Regions from separate parts of the Gossypium hirsutum genome. Here region 1 is linked to region 2. A link is a contact called in public Hi-C data. All regions are on one chromosome and are shown on one strand. Each heading gives the region's core, a stretch centred on a gene start, on an enhancer-like site or on the middle of the called end of the contact. The rest is flanking DNA. Distances are from core to core; before and after follow the strand shown. Region 1 holds the start of LOC107957411. Region 2 holds the start of LOC107957416.

Region 1 (4,886 bases), core at 1,870-4,369, 390 kb after region 2:
GCTCGGATAAGATTGCGCCTACAATCGCTAGGCCCAAAGTTAGCCTTCCGACTTTCTCCTCAATGACTCTGAGAACATCGATCTCTGCAATAGGGTAGTCTTTTACACTTCCCTGCATTAATGACATTGCCTCTACTCCAGACAAGTACGAGAGTTTTAAAGGTTCTAAATTTATCACACGGGGAAGGCGAGTTGATATTAGAATGTGAGTCTCTCCGCCAAAACGAGGAAGAAGATCCATTACAAACTTTTGATCCCACCAATCCTTTTCACTCTCCAAATTATCAATCACCAACAGAAAAGGTATGTTTCTCATTAGCTCTTTTCGGACTCGAGAAATGGCCGCCTCCTCTTGCTCCTCGAAGCTTTTCATTCGCCTTTTGTCTATGCAGTTTTCAACCCCGACATCGACGTCCAAAAACGACCAGAGATTTAGATAATTCTGCCTAATGTACCTGCTTTCCCCACCTATCCATAGAACCATCTTATACCTCTGGTGATATCTGTAGGCAAACTCGAGAAGAAGCTCAGTCTTCCCTATTCCGGAGTCCCCCGTTACACAGGCAATACCCTTTCCATATATGAATTTCGCTGGTCTCTTTCTTCGTGAATTCCGTCCACTGCTTCTTGGTCTTTGATAGCGCTGCCTTTCGGTGCTTTGCATCTCAATCTCCTTTTCCGACTCCTTCCAAATGACTGGTTCTTTACCCTTTCGACTACCATTCTCCCAATTGCATTCCCTACGTCTTTCCTCCAATGATCTGCTCTTACTCCACCCGATTGTCAAATGCTTTCTCTTTGATCTAGCCTTAAGTTCGAAATAATCTCTTTCGGATTCTCCTGAAATGTCACCAAAAAGTATAAATTCTAGCTCAGACAATTCTTTCTTCCTGCCGATGAAGTTTTCATTTCGAGGAAACGGGAATTCCTCTTTGTCTACTTTTTCTCTCCACTTCGTTAACCGATCTACAACACTTCGTCTTCCTAACCGCATTGCCAAATGGGTTACAGCTCGTAATATGCAGTCTCTCCAACAACCCTCCAGAGCTTCCAGTTTCCATGCATCGGCTTGAACAAGGCCATTAACGGCTTCCTTCCACTCCTTCTCCAATCCTCCATACGAAATCCATAACTCACCCCCATGTTTTTCCCATAGCTCTCCCCTCTTCTCAACTATATCCCGGACAAGACAATCACCGATATTCAAATCAAAATAGATCGGAACCAAGTTTTTCTTGCTCGAAAAAAATCTAAGCTCCTCAATAGTATATGGATTCCTGAATGACTTCTTTGTTAGAATCAAAACACCAAAGGAAGAAACATCCATTGCCCTTTCTATACGTCCATGCTTACGCGAGTTCCTAAAACGAGCTCCATCGGATACAAAGCAACTCAACCCTTGAACTTCCAATTCAGCACGGAGCCAATTCGTGAACCTCAGCAAGGAAGGTTTCCGACCATGTAACCCGATGTAAACATCGTAACTGCTTTGCTGATAAGACGATAATGATATCGGAACAGGGGAAAACATCATATCATGGCTTCTTATATGCCTTCTGTGTTTCTCTATAATACCAGAAAAACCATTGTCATGCAAATGGCCATAAGTGCATGATGAGTGGTCGAATTTCGGGAAATCACTTGAAACACAAGCAGCCGGCATTAATGACACGTCCGAAACAGCAAATCCAACATTTGCAAGGCATTTAGGATCTGGAATTCCAGAACTCGAACTTGGAGGATCAGCACTTAAATTAGTACTATCACATTGAACATCAAACCGTGCTGATTCAGACAACTGACAGGTCGATGATCTCGGGGAAAAGAACGGTGACTGATTTGCAGAAAAGAATGCCGACGAAGATGATGACATAGTTCTAGACGTTGTTGTCGGTAGCAACCCCAACCGGCCGCTATCTTCTCCGAGATCCATATTTAAGACACTTCCTCTCTCGAGCCAGATCCCATAAGTGCAATCAATGTATGAGAAGCCAATCTGAAACAAAAAGGGATTGAAATTAAACAATAAGAAAACATGAAAACACCAAAGAAAGACATGTATTTATTTTGTCCGAAACCAAATCCATACCAGCGATGTTTTAGTTTAACAAACATCAATGTCATTATAGTAAACAAAAAACTAACAATTACAGACACCAAATTCATACATTTTCAAAGCAAAACTCAGAAATAAATATTTCAAATCTTTGAAACACAAAGAATATGAATCAGACTAACAAATATGGCTTTAAAGAAAGCTAAATTGAAGCATAGATTTATTCAAAGACTCGTCATTTTTCTTGATACATTAGAACATACTCATATCCGATGCTCACAAGTCACAACCGACTAACATAGTTCGAAAAATCAAAAAAATGAAAAGAGAAACATGAAAGTAATGAGTAGAGTTTAAGCTCTAGAACATTACAGATCTAAAGAAGCAATTTTCAGATCTGAGGAACTTACTTGGCTTCAAACAATGTCTGCCGAATCGATCAGAAACAAATTTAGCTTCACAAAACTGCAAAACAAAGCAAATAATTAGCCAAAATATATATAAAAAAGATGTATTTTTTATGGCAAAATTGATAACATTTTCGAGTTCGACAATGAAATAGACAAAGTTCTACCAAAGCTAAATCGCGCAAAGGAATTAGTTTTAACCATTAAAACTTAGATTTGATAAAAACCCATTCTTAGAAACAGATTAAACAAAGCAAAGATTTTGAACAATGTTGCCAAGAATCAAAGATTACCTTACTAAAAAGTTGAAAACAGAAAGAACCCAAGATTTGGTAATGGCATCCGAAAACCAAAAGCCTCAACTTGTCCTAAAAACACACACACTTGTTTTGCTTGTTTCTCTTATCTTTTTTTTCTTGTCTTTTTAAAGAACACAATGTCTATAGAAACAAGATTTTCTCTTTCTATGTCTTTGTCTATAGTATTTTTGGGGCTAACAAAGAAGAAGAAACAGCGTTGAAGAAGAGGGGAGGAATGGGACCCAAAAAGATGACCTGACGAGGTATGGGTTGATAGACTCCACTTCACTGCATTCTTCTTTATATATATACACTTTTTTTTTTTGGCTGACAAGACAAAATCCAATGTGTTTTACGGCTTCTGGATTCACATTTGAACATGGTATGGGGTTTTGTTTTTGTCCACTGTTGTTCTTCCTGTGGGTAAAAACAGTAATTTAGACTGGATATGATTATAAGATGTACATAAAAAAATTAACAAAAATATTTGTATATTTTTTAATTAAAATTTTATAACAAATAATAGGTTTAATCTCATAAAATGAAATGTAAAATTTTAGAAAGACGTAATTTCATTTTTACAACAAAAGACTAAAATATTAAATAAAATCAAAATAGAAACTGAGTATCCAATGCCAATGCCGGTGGTATTGTTAGCTTTCAGCTGTTCTTTGGTTTTAAGGTTACCACTAGGGAACCAAACATAGTACTTTGGTTTTCGAAACCCAACAAAAGTGTTTCTCGTTTTACTCTTTTTGAGATGATTTTTATTCATAATTTACAATGCAAAAGTTCACATTGTCATAATCGCCCTTTAATAATTGACATATTTCAGTCAATCATTATTTCTTTATTTTCTCTTTATCAAGTTGATTGTTTTAAATATTCTTTTAGTTTTTATTATAAATATCTTTGTACAATAATTTTTCAAGAAAAAAATATATTATTGGATAATTTGCTGAAAATTCCACAAACCATTCAATAACTACGGTCTCCTTATTATAATTATAATGGTAAATTTTGTAGTTTTGGTCTCTTTATTATAATAACATTTGAGATTTGATTTTTATATTTTAATTTAACATATGATATTAGTTAGTCTAAATATTTAACATTCTTAATTATTTTGATTAATTTTTTATGTCATATGTAAATTATATTATAATTTGACATATGACATTTGGTTTTTTTAGTCATTATAATATAATAGTTGCAGCTTCAATCTTTTTACTATGCTCACATTTGGGATTTAGTCATTATATTTTAATTTAACATCATTTGATCATCTACTTTTACGATTGCATTAGTTAGCTTAAATAATTAGAATCTTTATCTCAAATAATTAGAATCCTTAATTATATCGATAAAAATAATTACGTGAATTTCTCTTGAAATCACCTTTCTAACACAATATATATATGCATAAAGTTGGAATGGGTATTTTTTAAAAAAAATTAAACTTAATATTTTGAGCAAAATAATTAAGGATATCAATTATTTCAACTAACCAATGATATTAAAGAGAGAAACCAAAAATCAAAATTATATCAAATTAAAGAATAGATACGGAATTCTATATTTAACACAGTAAACAAGCCATAACCATTATTTGATCTAAATCAATTTATGTCTAACACAATCATTTATCATTTGATTTTTTCTATAAAAAAGTTAATTTAATTGTAAAAAAAATAGGGATAAAAAATATGTTTGAGTGAAATTCATTAATATTTCATTATTGATATTAAATAGTTTTGGTAGACATCATTATTACCTACAAAATTTTACGAAAAACATTTACAAAGGATTTGCCCAGGGGAAAATATACAAATTTAATATAAGTAGAGCGTTGTGTGTGAGAATTTATAGAGGTAGAGGAAAAGGAATGACATCACATGACAATGATAAAGAAAAAAAAAAGGGAATTTAACAGAACACCACACTAATCTTTATTCTGCAAATAGTTAACAAAGTCTGGCCAATCTTCCTTTTTGGTCATAAAAAAAATTACTTTCACATTGAATGCAACTTGGTAAAAGAGAAAAAATAAATTCTTTTTGTGATGTAATTTCTTATATATTACAATTAAATTATTATTACATTTAATAATTTCATTTTTATACT
Region 2 (4,823 bases), core at 611-3,110:
TTTTTTTGAAAATGGGAATCGACCTTGTTTAAAAATGAAAATTAAAACGGGAGTCGCCACCGATCTTTATTAGGTGTGATCGGATCACCTTTGTTTTAATAAAACATTTTAGTTTATTAAAACGGGGTTTTTTTGTCTACGAATCTCGAGAGAATGGGTTCGGGAGTCGGTTACGTGCGAGGAAGGATTAGCACCCTCGTCACGCCCAAAGATTGGTACCGAATTGATTAGTTAGTGTCTTAATGTCGAAAGTTGAAAATCAAGAATAGATTTAAAATACGATCCCTTTTTATTAGCATCGATTTTAAAATTTTTGGATTAGCTCAAAACAATTGTTAAACATTTCCTTGTTTCGAGATATCGGAGTATCACATCCCGTAAGTTAGGACACAATACCATGAACTTCCCGAGCGCAAGGTTGTCTTTAATTTTAATTGGAATTCTGTGTATTTTAAAACTCAAAAGGGTATTTGGCTATTTAGAATCAATCGAGAAAACCGAAACCCCGTAAGTTAGGGCACAATTCCTCGACGCTCCAAAATGCAAAACATTGCCTTATTTTGAAATTTTTGTTTTTGAATAGTAGCGAATACGATATTTAAATAACGTGCATTATTCGTTTAGGTTAAAACGATTTATTAGATAAATGTAGCGAGGCTTAATTCATGAGGCGATGATATGAAATAAGAGTATAGTGCGACATGGAACGATGATACATGAATAAAGATATTACACAAGCGAATGACAATAATATGAAAGTACAAATAAACGAATCATAGTACATGCAATGGCAATAATCTCACGATACGCATCATTTATATACTAACATTAATAATCAAAGACCAATGAATTAAATAATATATAACGATTTAAAAGGTTATAAAGCAAATTAAAATAAACAAAGTGTAAAATAAATTTTAAAATGATAACAAATGAATTTAAAATAAATAATGTGAAAAAGAAATTTAATATCAACAATGTTCAAAATAATTTAAAAATAGAGTACATGTAAAAGAAATTTTAAAATAGTTAATATACAAGACATCAAAGAAATGACTAGTATATATATAATAAAAAAATAGATATAACAATTTGAAATTGATAATATATAAAAAAATTTAAAGTAAATAATAAAACAATTTAAAATGAATAATACATGAAGCGAGTTTAAAATAAATAATGTAAAAGAATTTTAAAATCTATATTATACAAAGCAAATTTTTTTTAAAAAAGGAATTCACATGAGTAATTTTAAAATAGATAATATATATATATATACATACGAAAGTATGAAACAATGTATATAAAAAAATTAAAGTAAATTATAATAACAAAACATTTTTAAATAAATAAATAGGTTTCGAAATAAGGTATGAAAACAATTTTAAAATAAACAATATATATAGGTCAATTTAAAAAATATATATATATACATAGAGATAAAAAAACTTGAAATAAGAGGGAGCTTAAAGAAAATAATAATAATAATAATAATAATAATAGAAATATACAAAACCATCATTTTTTTTAATAATATGTATAAAAACAATTGGAAATAAACTATATAAATGATATGTGAAAAGTATCAAAAACGTATAATATAACAAAATAGCTTAGTACACTCAATGTATATAAAAAAACAATTTAAAATGGATAATAATACAATTTTAAATAATCAATATTAAAACAAGTTAAAATAAAGCATGTACATAAATAATCTAATAACAAACCGCATGCAGAATATTTGAAACAGCACATAATAAGACATTTTAAAACAGATAAATAACAAAAGAAATAAAGGGATTTAGGACGTGATTGAAAATGGACCAAAATTCAGGGTAGCGATTGCAAATAAAAAAAGAAGGCCACTGGGGACTAAATCAAAACACGCTTAGATTCGAGAGGACCAAATGAGGGAGTGTTCCAAGTCTAATGCGCTGCGTTTCACTTGTCCAGGCCAGGGATCAAATCAGAAATGAAAGAAAATAATAGGGCAAGATTTTAAAAAATAAAAATGCAAAGCGGGACTAAATCAAATGGCGTAGGAAAGAAGGAGGGATCATAACCGCAAATAGCCATTTCGGCCTCAAAAACACGCGGGTCTCTCTTCCAATCGGGTCGGGCCGCGGGTTCCCCCTAAAAGGCATCGTTTTAAGGCCTGGGGGGGTTAATGAAACTATGCCGTTTCATCAATATTATTTAAACCAAAAAACCTTTTTTTTTTTCATTTTTCAGACTTCATTTAAAAAAAACAGAGAGCTTCTTGCTTTCTCTCCCTCCCATTTTCCTCTTAGCCTCCCCCATGGCCGACCATGGGCTCATCGGGGGCGTCTCCTCGCCCATGCCTCGAACGGCAGTCGGTGTTGAGTGAAACGGGCCCTTTTGGTCCTCTTCCGAACTGGTTCGAAGGCGGAGCCTTCATAGCCCATCGCGACGGAAGAGAAAAGGGAAAACCCCCTTTTTGGTTCGTTGTTCCCTTCCACGGCCATTGGCTGAACCCCCAGGGGTTCAACGACCTTCAAATCGGCGAGGGAACGCCGGAGCACCCCCAAACAGTGAATCGGAGGTACGTCTTTACAATTGTTATCTTTGTATTATTATTTCATATGTAAAAAGAAATGAAAAGAAAAAAAAACAAAACAAAGTAAAATACAAAGATTAGAAACTGAAACGCAAGCAATAAAATCACCTTCGAAGAATTTCTATTTCTTTTTGATTAATCTTGTTTTGTAAGTGTCTGTAACCGATTACAAAGAAAAGATCTTGGCTTTTAAAGCCAATCTACCAACTGTTGGTTTTATGATTTTTGTTCTTTTGCTCTTTATTTCTTTGTCAATCGCGTGCATTTTTGCTGTTGTATCTTGATTCTGTTGCAGGTGTCATACGACGCGTGGAAAAGGCGATGGTCAGGGCGTGGTGGCCGAAGGGAGGCCAAGAGTTCGGCAGCAGCATGCCTGGAGGGCTAGGGCTGCTGCTGTTTTCTCTTCTTTGCAAAGGGCTAGGGTTTAGTTTGTTTGGGCTGATTTGGGCTAAAATTTGGGTAGTGGGCTTGGTTTTAATTTTGGATCTGAAATGGGTTTTAAAATGTTGGGCCACACATATTGTAAATGGACTAAAAAAATGGACTTTTTAATTATTTGGTGGGTTTATTTTGGTTTTATTGGTTTGGGCCAAAATTGGCTATTACAAGACCAATAAAAAAAACTCCACATTAGCACTTTCGTCAAATTTTAAATGGTTGTTAATGTTTTGTAAAAAACCAAAAAAATTGTTTTCGAATAGTTTAGTGACTAAATCGGAAAATTTAAAAAGCTAGTGTTTGTTTTTTTATTTTTGGTTTAAAAAATGACTAAAAAACATGTGTTCACAAAGCTTGTTTCAGATCCAAATATGAGCTTCTCTATTCCTTTTCATTGTATAAGAACATCTTTGGGTTCTTTTACACATTTTGAACTTTTCTTTTTCTACCTAAAACTGACCAATCTTCTTCAATGAAACAATAATTCACCAGTTTATCATAAATAATGAAATACAATAAATGGAAGTTATTTATTTATTTAAATGAAGTGGAAAATCAAAATTTTAGAAATAATTTCAGGTTAGATTTTTTTACAATTTTAACGGGAGTGATTAAAATAATCAAACTATGTAATATAGGTGTTTAAATTGTAAAAAAAAAATCAGGTGTCTAAAATGAAAACTTTTGAAAGTTAAGTGATTATCTATGTAGTTTACCCTAAAAATTAAGGTAAACAACACTAGTAGTTACTCAACTATTAGTATTTTTTTTTGTCACCCTATTATGAAAACTTACAAAATAGTCACTCAATTGTTCAATTGTTTTTTCTGGTCACCAATTGGCTTGTAGCGACGTAAAAAATTTAGCTTGGTCGCTAATTGTGGCGATTTAGTGAAAACTTGAAAACTGAAGTTTGATTTTGAAATAAAAAGGGAGTCGCCACCGATCCTTTTTCCTAGGTGTGATCGGACACCTATTAGATTTCTTTTTTTTTTAAAAAAGAAGGCCGAGTTTAGGTCTACGTCAAAAGCCAGAAAAAAATTAGGGTTCGGGAGTCGGTTACGCGCGAGGAAGGTATTAGCACTCTCGCGACGCCCAAAATTGGTATATTGTAAAACACGTGTTGTCTTGATTCTCAAAAATACAAGTTTAACTTAATATTTAATCGCGATCCGATTGAAATACTAAAATTCGAAATTTTTGGTTTTTTAAAACGGTGTCCCGCTTTTAACACAAGCCGGCGAATTTCACCCAACATAGCGATGAAATCGATGACTTGATGTTAAATTGGTACATTGCATTATATATGGAAATTAATTAGGAGACGAGAATAAGATTTTCGAAATAATGCAAAGCAAATTGATAAAAATAAATAAATGACAGAGCTAGAAATATGTTGAAGCAAATATAAGTGTGACAAATATATTAAAAACGATAAAGATATATGCGATATTAAACGTAATACTAGATTTAGACATGAAATGGAAACAATGAATATATATACATAATAATGATATTTAGAATATGTACGTGAAATATATATATAAATAGTAATAGCATTAGAAATATACTATATAATATTCGAAATATATACGTGATATATATAAAAATACAACATTTAAAAAGTATATATATAGACGTAATATATAAAAATGCATACACAATAAAATATTTACATAATATATATATACATCATAATGTTGAAAACATCTATTAATAATAAACATATACCTAGATGTATTAAAGATATATACATAAATAATAAAATATATGCTAACATTCATAGTAGTAAGGATAAAATACA

The links. A called contact is a pair of places that touch in the nucleus more often than the background predicts.
Region 1: a contact with region 2 is called in a Hi-C map of leaf, with 3 times the contacts expected there. The contact joins the promoter of LOC107957411 here to the promoter of LOC107957416 in region 2. A contact is called at or near these places in 5 of 34 Hi-C or Micro-C datasets (callus and leaf).

The regions. Positions count from the first base shown.
Region 1 is chrA05:37,997,995-38,002,880 of Gossypium_hirsutum_v2.1, forward strand. It overlaps LOC107957411, which reads right to left and starts at 3,120. Exons shown (of 3, transcript XM_016892930.2): 1 at 2,757-3,120; 2 at 2,467-2,521; 3 at 1-1,996. The coding sequence starts at 1,933.
Region 2 is chrA05:37,606,697-37,611,519 of Gossypium_hirsutum_v2.1, forward strand. It overlaps LOC107957416, which reads left to right and starts at 1,861. Exons shown (of 2, transcript XM_016892934.2): 1 at 1,861-2,566; 2 at 2,877-3,228. The coding sequence starts at 2,313. The coding sequence ends at 3,009.